Linked DNA regions of Hordeum vulgare: region 1 is linked to region 2. Evidence: chromatin contacts called from public Hi-C data. All regions are on one chromosome and are shown on one strand. Each heading gives the region's core, a stretch centred on a gene start, on an enhancer-like site or on the middle of the called end of the contact. The rest is flanking DNA. Distances are from core to core; before and after follow the strand shown.

The links. Hi-C and Micro-C count contacts between places; a contact is called where the count stands out from the background.
Region 1: a Hi-C map of leaf shows a contact between it and region 2, with 4 times the contacts expected there. The contact joins the promoter of LOC123411204 here to the promoter of LOC123411247 in region 2. A contact is called at or near these places in 2 of 6 Hi-C or Micro-C datasets (leaf and seedling) and 1 of 1 datasets of contacts at active chromatin or transcription factors (embryo).

What each region holds. Positions count from the first base shown.
Region 1 is chr7H:401,289,183-401,294,247 of MorexV3_pseudomolecules_assembly, forward strand. It overlaps LOC123411204, which reads left to right and starts at 2,750. Exons shown (of 2, transcript XM_045104148.1): 1 at 2,750-3,029; 2 at 4,891-5,065. The coding sequence starts at 2,948.
Region 2 is chr7H:400,973,984-400,979,745 of MorexV3_pseudomolecules_assembly, forward strand. It overlaps LOC123411247 (DAG protein, chloroplastic-like), which reads left to right and starts at 2,933. Exons shown (of 5, transcript XM_045104181.1): 1 at 2,933-3,350; 2 at 3,836-3,933; 3 at 4,027-4,092; 4 at 4,182-4,355; 5 at 4,428-4,678. The coding sequence starts at 3,001. The coding sequence ends at 4,354.

The DNA.
Region 1 (5,065 bases), core at 1,500-3,999, 320 kb after region 2:
GGAGGCCATACTGAGCACGACCATCAATGGCATTGGTGGCTCGGCCACCCCTCCTCCTTCCTCTCCTAGTATTGATCCACGGTGAGTCAACACCTTGTTGCTGGATACGTTCTCATGCACGACATGGACACATTTGACATGGATGCATCTTCAGGTCCATCCATAGTGGAGTCTCGTGTCGGTCAGGTTGCAGTCCGGCGCCACTGCCATGCAGTTTGGGTGTCGTGGATCACAGTTCCCTTTGACTATGAAGGAGACTCACGTGTCACTGTGTCGAGCCACCGATGGGTGCACGCAACATGCCCGGCCCCTCCCGGTGCCGTGCAGTCCTCTTTTTTATCAAAGTGGTCCAGTCGCCCCGGCGTCATCGTACGGTTCCTCGCGTGCAGTTCGAGCCACGACGTGCAAGGTTTGTCGCTTGACACACATTTCACTCGAACTGGTGTGGGCCAACCAAGACCCAAATGCGTTGTGCATATTTTTCTTTTGAAGAACTCGTAAACCACATGTACAATTCACTTGCGAGCGGTGAGCTCAGATATGCTTCACATGAGCTCACCTCTGTTCGGTCCATCGGTGCATCGATGTAGTGCGGTGTGTGCGTGTGTGTGGTCCATGTATTGTTTGCCTGATTCCTTATCATGTGCAGGTCGTCTCACAAAGTAGAATGGAAAATTCTTCTTTGAAGGTGAGCAATGTCATCAAAATCTTCCATTTTAGTGAAGCAACCAAACTCGATTTGGCGTTGCAGGTGCAGTTCTCATGTATTTCATTTTCCAACCGGGCAACTGTCATTCGACCAGACGCGCTGTAGACCAGCGGTTCAGTTTGTGGATGCTTTCAGTCCAGTGCCAATTTGTGGGCACGACGAAGATGCGCAGTTCTGTCAGAGTGGCCGTGCGGTTCGACCATAACAAACATGCAGATCCTCGCAAATTTGTGAATGCATTTTTCTGACATTCACTAACCTTGACTATGTGGTCATTCGACCTCGTAGTCCTAGTCCATTTAAAAATGACGCGGTACACTGACCTTGATCATGTGGTCCACTTAATCATATGAAAAAGGTTAGAAAAAGTAATTAAAAAATCAAGCAGACTACTTAGACTCGTGTCCCGGTTTGCTTTTCCCCTTGATGTGGTTCACTTGCCCTCATCACTGCGGTCCACTCTCGTTCATAAAGTAATTAGAAAAAATAACAAACCAGAAACCATGAAGTTCGCTTGCCCGTCGGATGTAGTGCAGTCTTCAGTCCGAAGAAGTGCATTCTTCTCTCTGATGTAGTTCACACGTCAATTTTGTTGTCCTGAAAAACAACCACATTTCGGTAATTTAAAAACGGCTCTTAAACTGCAAGGAACTAGAGAGAGCTTTCTACATAAAAGAGTTGTGCCTCATCGATATCTTTCCAACACTATGTCATTTGCATCATTCGAACGAGCGATTTGAAAAAAATCATGAAAATATGATCGCTGCCAATCGTCAGCCGCCACACCATTTTTAATATTCATTTAAAACCATGAGGAATCTCAACAAATGTCCAACATATGAAAGTTGCACCAATTCCACAACTTTTCAATGCCGCATCACACGCCTCGTTCCAACAAATAGTTAAAAAACTACAGCGGAAACCATACCAAAAAAATAAAAAATATTGCAAAACAGAGTTCCGTGTTTCGATAAATTTAAAACCGCCCTCAAAACATAAAAAAATATAGAGTGAATATACACGAAAAAGTTGCACCTAGACGAGCGGTTTAAAATGATGTATCATTTGATTCATTCCGATGAGCGGTTTAGAAAATGGCACGAAAATACGCTCGCTGTCACTTGTGGGGCGTTCAGCTTTTTCGAAACTGCTCTTAAAACATCAGGAATCTCGAAACGTGTTCAACATGACGAAGTTGTGCATTTTCCATAACTATCCAATGATATAATATATGCCTCGTTTCGATAAACTGTGAAAAAATGGAATGAAAACGATGCTGAAAAAAGCGTGTAGTTTTTTCTGCTCACATTGCATTGTACTTTGACTAGCAGTGCAGTTTTTTAGCTTTCGGAGAAAGTTCGGAAATATTCTCAGAATAACTATTCTGTATTCTGGACCCAATATTAGTGTGTGTGTGTCCTACACACCAACCCATGACCACTACGTGGGCTATAGATCCAATGACATCATATTGCTTATGAAGACGAGGGAGTGTCTCCTTGAAGATGGAATAATGTTTTCCTCGCCTGTTCCCCGCCTCGACGGTGCATCTATCCTCTTCCGAGGGTGTGTGGAGGTGCGTCTCCGGCGGATCTCGTGGAATTTGGTCAGCGTTTATCTTCGATGGATCCTCTTGAATCTGGTCTTCGTTTGTTTGTGTGCGTGTGTCTGAGGTTAGATCCTTCATATCTACATTTCTCTTCATCGACATTGATTTTTATTTTGATGCGCTTGTCCTATAAACCTTAACATGACGATTTTTCGACTGTCTTCTACACCAAGATTTGCTCGGTTTCAATAAGGAAATGTTGATGTCGACAGGGCGCGTTCAGCTTGCTCCAGTTATTATAGTCGTCGCTAAGTCGTTTATAGATCTGGATGCATTTTTTTACTTTGATATTCTTTGTACTATAAAAGAACTAATGAATGGAGTGGATAGGTAGCCTTTTCTTTTTGGGAAGAGGCGCGGCGTATCTTTGCGTCGGTCGACCGACCCGGTTGTTTATGGATAGCTGCCTTCTAACCGAAAATAGTCGGCGGGGGCATCTTGGCCAATCCGCACCAACCACGGAGAGAGTGAGCGAGGGAGCAGATTGCGCGCAGTAGAAACTCGAGAAAGCATTTAAGAAAGCGAGACCTCGCACTCGCAGCAGATCGAACGGAAGCTCTCGCCCAGCTCCACCAACTTCTTCCAGGCCAGCCAGCTCTCCCACTCACACTCGCTGTCAGATCCCGAGAATGGCGGTCGTCCCTCAGCCGCTGCTGGCCTCCGCGCTCCTGGCGCTCCTCCTCGCCGCCGCCTCCGCTGCCGATACTAAGAGTACGTCTCTCATCCCTTGCACGATCGCTTCTCTGTTTGCTGTCGCGCGCTGCATTTCCTTAATTCGTGCCTTTGCTACTGAGCGTGCACTCCGGTTGCCGACCAGGTGTTTGGATCTGACCTCTAGCTTCAGCTGCCTTGCGGCGCATGCGCTTCGGCTGCTCGCAGACGCCGGCCTTGAGGTCTTCGTTCGGGTCGTCGAGCTCGTCGAACGCCATCTCAGGGTCGGCGTGGATCTCGAGCGCGGGCATCTATTTCTGCTTGTTTGATATAAAAATGCCATGTTGGTGACACACTTTCGGTCTACTATAATAGTTCTTGAAATCCAACTAGAAGCCTTTACAAATTCGGAGTGTGTGGAAATCCAATGACACAACTGTTACCCGTTGCCATGTAACTCATCTGCACACCACTTAATACTTTTTTTTGCGGGGTTACACAACACTTGACACACTAACAAAAATGCAGAAATGTTGCTTAATTGCAAAAAAATCATGGTTTCATTATGTTGCATGCATTATATGTTTAGCCTTTTTATGCTTTTCCTAGAAAATAAATTAGTTTTTAGTGTGCTCAGCACATTATTACTCCATCCAATCCAAATTAATTGCCGCAGCTTTAGTACTTGTACTAAAACTGTGACAACTAATTTGGATCGGAGGGAGTAATAATTTTTATCAGTGTAAATTCATAGCGCATGGACTAGTTCTATATAACGAACTGTAAATTATGAAGTGGAAGTATCACAAACTGTAGGACACCTGGTATTTTCTGCTGCTGTTGTTAGAATCCAGATCTGGTCATGTAACATTTTTAAGGCAAAAAGTAGTTCCCCGTCAGATTGTTTTTATCAGAATAAGAAAATGTGCGACCAACCTGCTAGGTCTCCGGCAACCAACAATGTCCCAACCATTGAATTAGCCTTGTCTTTGATCCTTTCATTGTAGCTCTGTGCTTCTCCGCTTATCTTTTAATCCGCGTGTATTCTGGTCCCTCCTGATGATGGAGAGTATGTGCCTTCCCTTTCGGCCTTTGGCTTTGGGTGCACCCGCATGATTTCTAAATGATCAAGTAAAATTGCGAAGGCTGCTGATTGTTAATGATTCTTTATAGTGCTTATTACTCCTAGCATGTACCTATTTGTCTCAGCATATTGTGAACTAGCTCTGATTTTTAATTGCTTATTTATCATTTTGATCCTGCAGAAGGTAGTTGCTTTACCTTTATATAAAATGGTATGTTAGTCGGAGTTGTTACTTTTTTTTGCACACATCTGAGGAGCGGCCTCAAATGTCAGCAGTGTGAGCGATTCCCAAGCAATTAGTGCAAGTAAATAGTAATTGCTAACTGCCAGTCTGCCACATTATAATTTGAAGCGTGAAAGATTTACATTCACCTATCTGAATATTGCGTATTTTCAGTAACCTCATATAATCATGCATTTGTTAACTTCTACGTTGATTGCTCAAGCAAATACCAATGTATTTGTGTTTTCAGTATGTTGTGTGCTAGGGTTAGGAAGAGGTTCTCGCTCCTGTAGGCAAGATAGGAGAACTATTCTTTTATTTTCCTGCTTCCTTTTTTCCTTATAGGGTCTCCTCTTTGTATAGAGAACTAATAATCCAATCTAACATCTAAGTAACAAATCGTAGACATTATCTCTACAATTGGCTTAAGGCCCAAGCTACAAAGATACTATATTCCTGATTTAGATGAGAAAGTTTCAAATCGAGAGGTCACAGGCAACCTCTGCCAAACTTGGTCATGTACTGTGCGTACATAACAAACCAGCTCTTGCACAACTGAATGCTGGAATTTCTAGTACTACTCAAATTTCATCCTTGAATTATCTCATTTACAGATAACCCTGCCGACGAGCTTGTGAGCTTGATCAACGCCAACCGTACCGCCAGCAAGGCATCAAATCTTGCTGATAATCAAGGCCTTGGATGCATTGCTCTGCAGTACATAAAAGCATACGAGGGTCAGTGCGACCAGGTGGGTGGAAACAAGAAGCCTGTGGATTCCAGTTTCAT
Region 2 (5,762 bases), core at 1,683-4,182:
CGGTCCTCCGGCCCTCGGACGTCCAGAGGGAGCCAGATGTCCGAGGCAATAGACCCGTTTTGAGATAAGAGCAGAGTGGAGACTATGTGGTATTGGGTATGACAGTGAAGATGTGGTACGATCAAGTTCATCGCAAAACCTGTGATCCCCTCTTAATAGTGCGGGATCCCTATACTCAATATCAGTAAACTCAAAAGAATAGTCTACATCATCTTTTCTTAATCCCGAGCCTTCTCAAAATATAAATCCCAATCTTCTCAGACAACCTTTGGCACATAATTCTCAATCTACTAAAGTACTTGCCGTCCTGAGATACACTCAACAAATAGGATTAGTTTCCTATGTATGTGTTGTTATTAACACCAAAAGTCGATTAGGGGCATAGCATGCACTTTCACACTTGTAGGCGGTAGTTTGGAGTGGAGGCGTCATTAATAAAAAATGCATGCCCGTCGGTAAGGGGCTAAAGTTACACATCGACTGACACTTAATTGCACGTCGACTGCTAGACAATTGCATCAAACAAGGACGAATTAGTACATAAAAAAGTTCTTCGAAATGTATCCACGCAAGATCTAATTTCGAAGAGCGCGTCGTGAGGATTCTTATGCTAAAAGCGGATCTTAATTTCAATGGCAAGTCAAAAGTTATGAAAGTTGTTAGAAAAATGAAAAACGGAATTAATGTGTTCATACCTATTCTCATCAATTAAAACTATACGTCCACAATTAGAAAGAAAGTTCTACATTGGCTCAGTCAGTTGCCCATGGACTGCTAGACAGTTGCATCAAACAAAAATTAAATTGCATACACAAAAGTTCGTTGGAACATACACATGTGCGATCTAGTTTCATAGAGTACATCAAGGGCATTCCAACGGTGAAAGCGGATCATAATTCTGATGTTCGAGTCAAAAGTTATGACTCTTTTAGAAAAGTGAAAACGGGAATTCCGGATTAAATGCGTTTACATTGGTTTGCGTCAACGAAAACTGCACGTTTACGAGTAGAGAGAAAGTTGCATATCGAGTGTCAGCCAGTTGCACATCGACTGATAGACAGTTGCAGCAAATAAGGATAAAATTGCACACAAAATACTATATTGGAACATACCTATGCGGGATTTAGTTTCGAAGCGCGCGTCACAATGGTTACAACGGTGAAAGCGGATCTTAATTCCAATGCATGGTTTAAAAGTTAATTTTAAAAAACCGATAACCCAAAACAAATGAGTTCACACCTATTCGTATGGTTGCTATTGTAATTCTCCTTTTTTCATGTATACTTTTCTAATATGAATCAGAAGAAACAAAATATATCTTTATATAGATTACTAAAAACCAAATATTTCCTTTTTTGCTCGACCAGTCCCAAACGCTAGGGAGTAGACATGTCCTTCGTTCTTAAATGTATCCTGATGAAAGTAGTTACTAACAGTAGCAGTTAGTTGGCCTAATGGTTAGCCTCCCTGTACAAGCGCGGCCACGCGAGTTTGATTCGTGGTTGGCACTTTTTTCTTGCGTTTTTTCGTGTTGTGTTTGTTCTTGGGCCAGCCTACCCAGATGCGGTTGTGCGTGCTGGTTACGTTCTCCGGCGATGAAGGCGGCGAACTCCTACCCGCCGCTCGCTGCGGTAGGGGGTCGCTCCCACGCACAGGGGGCGCCCGACTGGGCGGGGCCAGCTTTTCTTTTTGTCTAAAAAATCAGATAATTTCCTTTTTTTTCTTTTTTGCTTATTTATTTTTTCCTTTTTTGTCTCGTTTTTCTTTCCATTTTTCTTTTTTGTATCAAAGCGAACAAACATTGAATTTCTCAGTCATTTTTTGAAAACATAAATATTTTATAAATTAGAGAACAAATTTTAAAGTGCAAATAATTTTTTGAAGCATGAATATTTTTGGAATCTTGAGAGTAAATTTGAAAACCAAGAACAATTTTTAAAAATCCTGAACAAATTTGGGACAGCGAATAATTTTTTAAAGCATAAACATTTTTTGAATCTTGAGAATAAAATTTTGAAATAGAGATCAGTTTTGGAAACCTCGAACAAATTTGGAAGCGTGATTTTTTTTTAAAGCAAGAGCAGTTTTTGAATCTTGAGAGAAAATTTTCAAAATGAGAATAATTTTGAAAAGAACTGAAAAAAATTCATAACATGAATTTTGTTGAAAACACGAACATTTTTTAATCTTGAGAACAAATTACGAAAAACAAGAACATTTTATGAAAAAAATGGAAAATCCAAAACATTTTTTGAAAATCCAGAAATTTTCTAAAGTAAACAACATTTTCCGAATTTGAGGAACAAATTTTGAAAATCCCAAACATTTTCTGAAAATCCAGAACATTTGTTTTTAAAGTTGAAAGATTTTTTTAAATTTGAATAACATTTTTTGAAAATCAAGAACATTTTTCTTAAAAGCAATTTTTTTTTCGAATTTGAAGAATAATGTTTGAAAATCCTAAACATTTTTAGAAAATTTGGAACAATGTGTGAAAATCCTAAACATTTTTAGAAAATTTGGAACAATGTGTGAAAATCCAGAACATTTTTTGAAACAGAAACAAAAAAGAATAACGAAAAAGGAAAACGGAAAAAGAAAGAAAAACCAATTCAAAGAACCTCTAGAAGTTTAAATAAAAAAAGGGCGAAAAACATCTAGAAATTTTCGAAAACTGCAGGCCTTGAAAAAGTTAAACATCCGGTCCACTGCCGAACCATGGCTGGGTATCTGTGCGAAGCCCTGACTATTTGACGCAGTGCGCGTTAAATAGGGTTTTTCTGTGAAGGCGCGCAATAGGAGCTGCCAACAAGGCCGTGTTTCTCAAGAAAAAAGAGGGCCTGGAGACAGACACGCGGTCCGGATAGCAGCCTACCCAGCCCATCCTCACAAAGGCTCCTAAAACCCTTCTCCTGAAATATCTCATTCTTCTACTCGACTCTGTCTCACCTTATCCGCAACTCGCAAAACCTCACTCCCCCCACACGTACGCTCGCTTCAATGGCTGCCCTGCCGACCGCCGCCGCCGCCGGGCGCGTAGCGGCCAGCGCCTTCACTTTCCCCGCCAAGCCCTCCGCTTCCTCCTTCTCAGCCGCTTCTCTCCCCCGCGCCGCCGCAGCGGCGGCAGCCTTTCCGGCGATCGCCCTCGCACCGGCAGGGGGCCTCCAGCGTCGGCGGAGGCCGACGGCGGCCGGCGCGGCGCCTGGGAGCGAGCAGAGGGAGACCATACTGCTCCCCGGGTGTGACTACAACCACTGGCTGATCGTCATGGAGTTCCCAAAGGACCCCGCGCCCACGCGCGAGCAGATGATCGATACCTACCTCAACACCCTCGCCACCGTTCTCGGCAGGTAAAGCCGTGGTTTCCCTTTCTCCCTGCTGATGACTCTTCGTCTGTATGTCTGGTGAGAGAAATTTGGCGCATTTTCTTATTTTCGTAGAGAAAATGCTAGCAATTTCCTAGTGGCTGTAACTCGAAAATTATCGACAAAATGTTAGCAATTCCATTGGGTCGGCTTGTAGTCCTCTCGTGCTTCTGAAATTGCTATGCAGGAGATAGATATGAAACAGGTGCTTCTTGTTTGACAAGATTTTTTATCGTATACACATCAAATGATCAAATGTCTATTTGTGAGATACTTGGAACCTTGTTCCAGCATTGCTGCACATATGAGAAGAGCAGCAGTGCCTGCATCTGATGTGACGTGAGCATGAGTGTAGTTTAGCAGGGTGTAATGTAGGCTTAAATTCTTCTTCTTTAGTTTGATATGGTGCATCCATATTCTGAAGGGTGTATACATAAAAGTCTAAACTGAGTAACTTGTTACAATTGCAGCATGGAGGAAGCCAAGAAGAACATGTATGCCTTCAGCACAACCACTTACACTGGGTTCCAGTGCACTGTCGATGAAGAAACATCAGAGAAGTTCAAGGGTAATCCTCGATTTACGCGCTGTTTTGGGGCACATCCGTTTTTGCACTATTTTTGGAATTCCCTTCTTTAAACTGTTCTTACGTTGCCTGTAGGTTTGCCTGGTGTCCTGTGGGTGCTCCCTGATTCCTACATCGATGTAAAAAACAAAGACTACGGAGGTTGGCGTGACACAATATGTGTAGCTGCATGTTTATATGCTTCTCGTGTCTTAATCACTACCGTATTCACTTTTTTTTTCTCTCTTCAGGTGATAAATACATAAATGGTGAGATCATTCCGTGCACATACCCAACCTACCAACCAAAGGAGCGGAGGACCTCAAAGTACGAAAGCAGACGGTATGAGAGGCGAAGAGATGGCCCCCCTGCCAGCAGGAGACCGAAACAACAGGCCGGTCAGCCTGAGTCAGCATCTTCATGAGGTAGAATTGCATGCTAATCCACCCTTATCAACAGTTTTGTGTTTAAATTGACCCAAATCCTTACCGTGCCAGTTTTGCAGGCGTTTACTCGCGTACTGAAACAACAGACTGCTCAATTCTATCATCAGGCTCCGCCACCAAGTATTGGGAGAGCTCCTAGGCACAAAACTTCATCCAAAGCCCAAGATATGATGTAGCACTTGAGCGAGCGACCTCCGCAGCTGGATTTGGAGTTTTGAACCATGAGAATAACTTGAGTGGATTTGCCATCTAAATGTAACAATAGACTGAAATCCTGGTCGATAAAAAATGTTACTCAAGTATCTTGTGATATTTTCTGTAATGTTTAGTAGTATTCCTGATCGTGGGAGTTCGTTCACTTTTAGCTTGATTGAACTGAAGTTAGCTTCTAGCCATGGTACCGATAGTCGGATTTTGCTTGGAATTTAGGATCTTCTGTCGAGTTTGATTGAAAGCCCTTGCTATGTGGAATACGACGAATGTGTGTACCTGTTATTGTAGTTCGTGAGAAACCTTGAAATTTGTGTCATTATTATCAGATGGTCTAATCATAAGTAAATAGGACATCTCTAATAATTTGTATGTTATTATTATTATTATTTTTGCTAAAGAAAAAGCCATCGAGTAAAATAACAAATGTAAGTAGATAGGAAAAAGAGCAAAAAATGGGATTTACGTAGTCTGATTTTGATAAATGTTAAGTTGTTCGATTTTTTTTTTGGATAAATTCATTTTTTTAAATACATTATAGACGCAAGCGCTTATATATACGTGCAAACACTCATCCATATGAACGCACACCCTACCCCTATGAGCACCTTCAAGCAACCAAACTGACATATCATCTTAGATTTACGAAGTCACCGTAGGCGTCTTGTCGTCGACGGAACGTCTGCTCTCACTGAATATGCGTTGCTGAAAATCCTGAAATAAATCCAAAAATAAATGCAAGAACCAGGACTTGAACCCTGATAGGCTGAGGATACCAGAGTCTCTTTAACCATCCAACCACAGGTTGGATTAATGCGATCTTGCTAAACTTGTGGGACGATGACTAACACTTGATTTGAACCGAACCCCCTACCCTAAATGCATGAGACAAGGCTTCTCTCAAGTTGAGCCTTCAACTTCTCATTTCCATGACGAAGTAGAAGCATCATCCTGCAATTAAATGTGAGGTACGGAAGCAAGAGACTTGACGTTGGAGGATGTAAGTTGAGCATGTGAGCTGGTGAGATATATGAGCTCACCCTTGACAAGCTTGGAGCTTTCCTGAAGGTCAGTTAGTAACAAGTCTATCATGAACAACTTGAAGTTTAGAATTTTTAGTCCTAAGCATATCTTCCTCCTCAAGGGAAATCTCCAATGCATCATTAGTTTTAACAA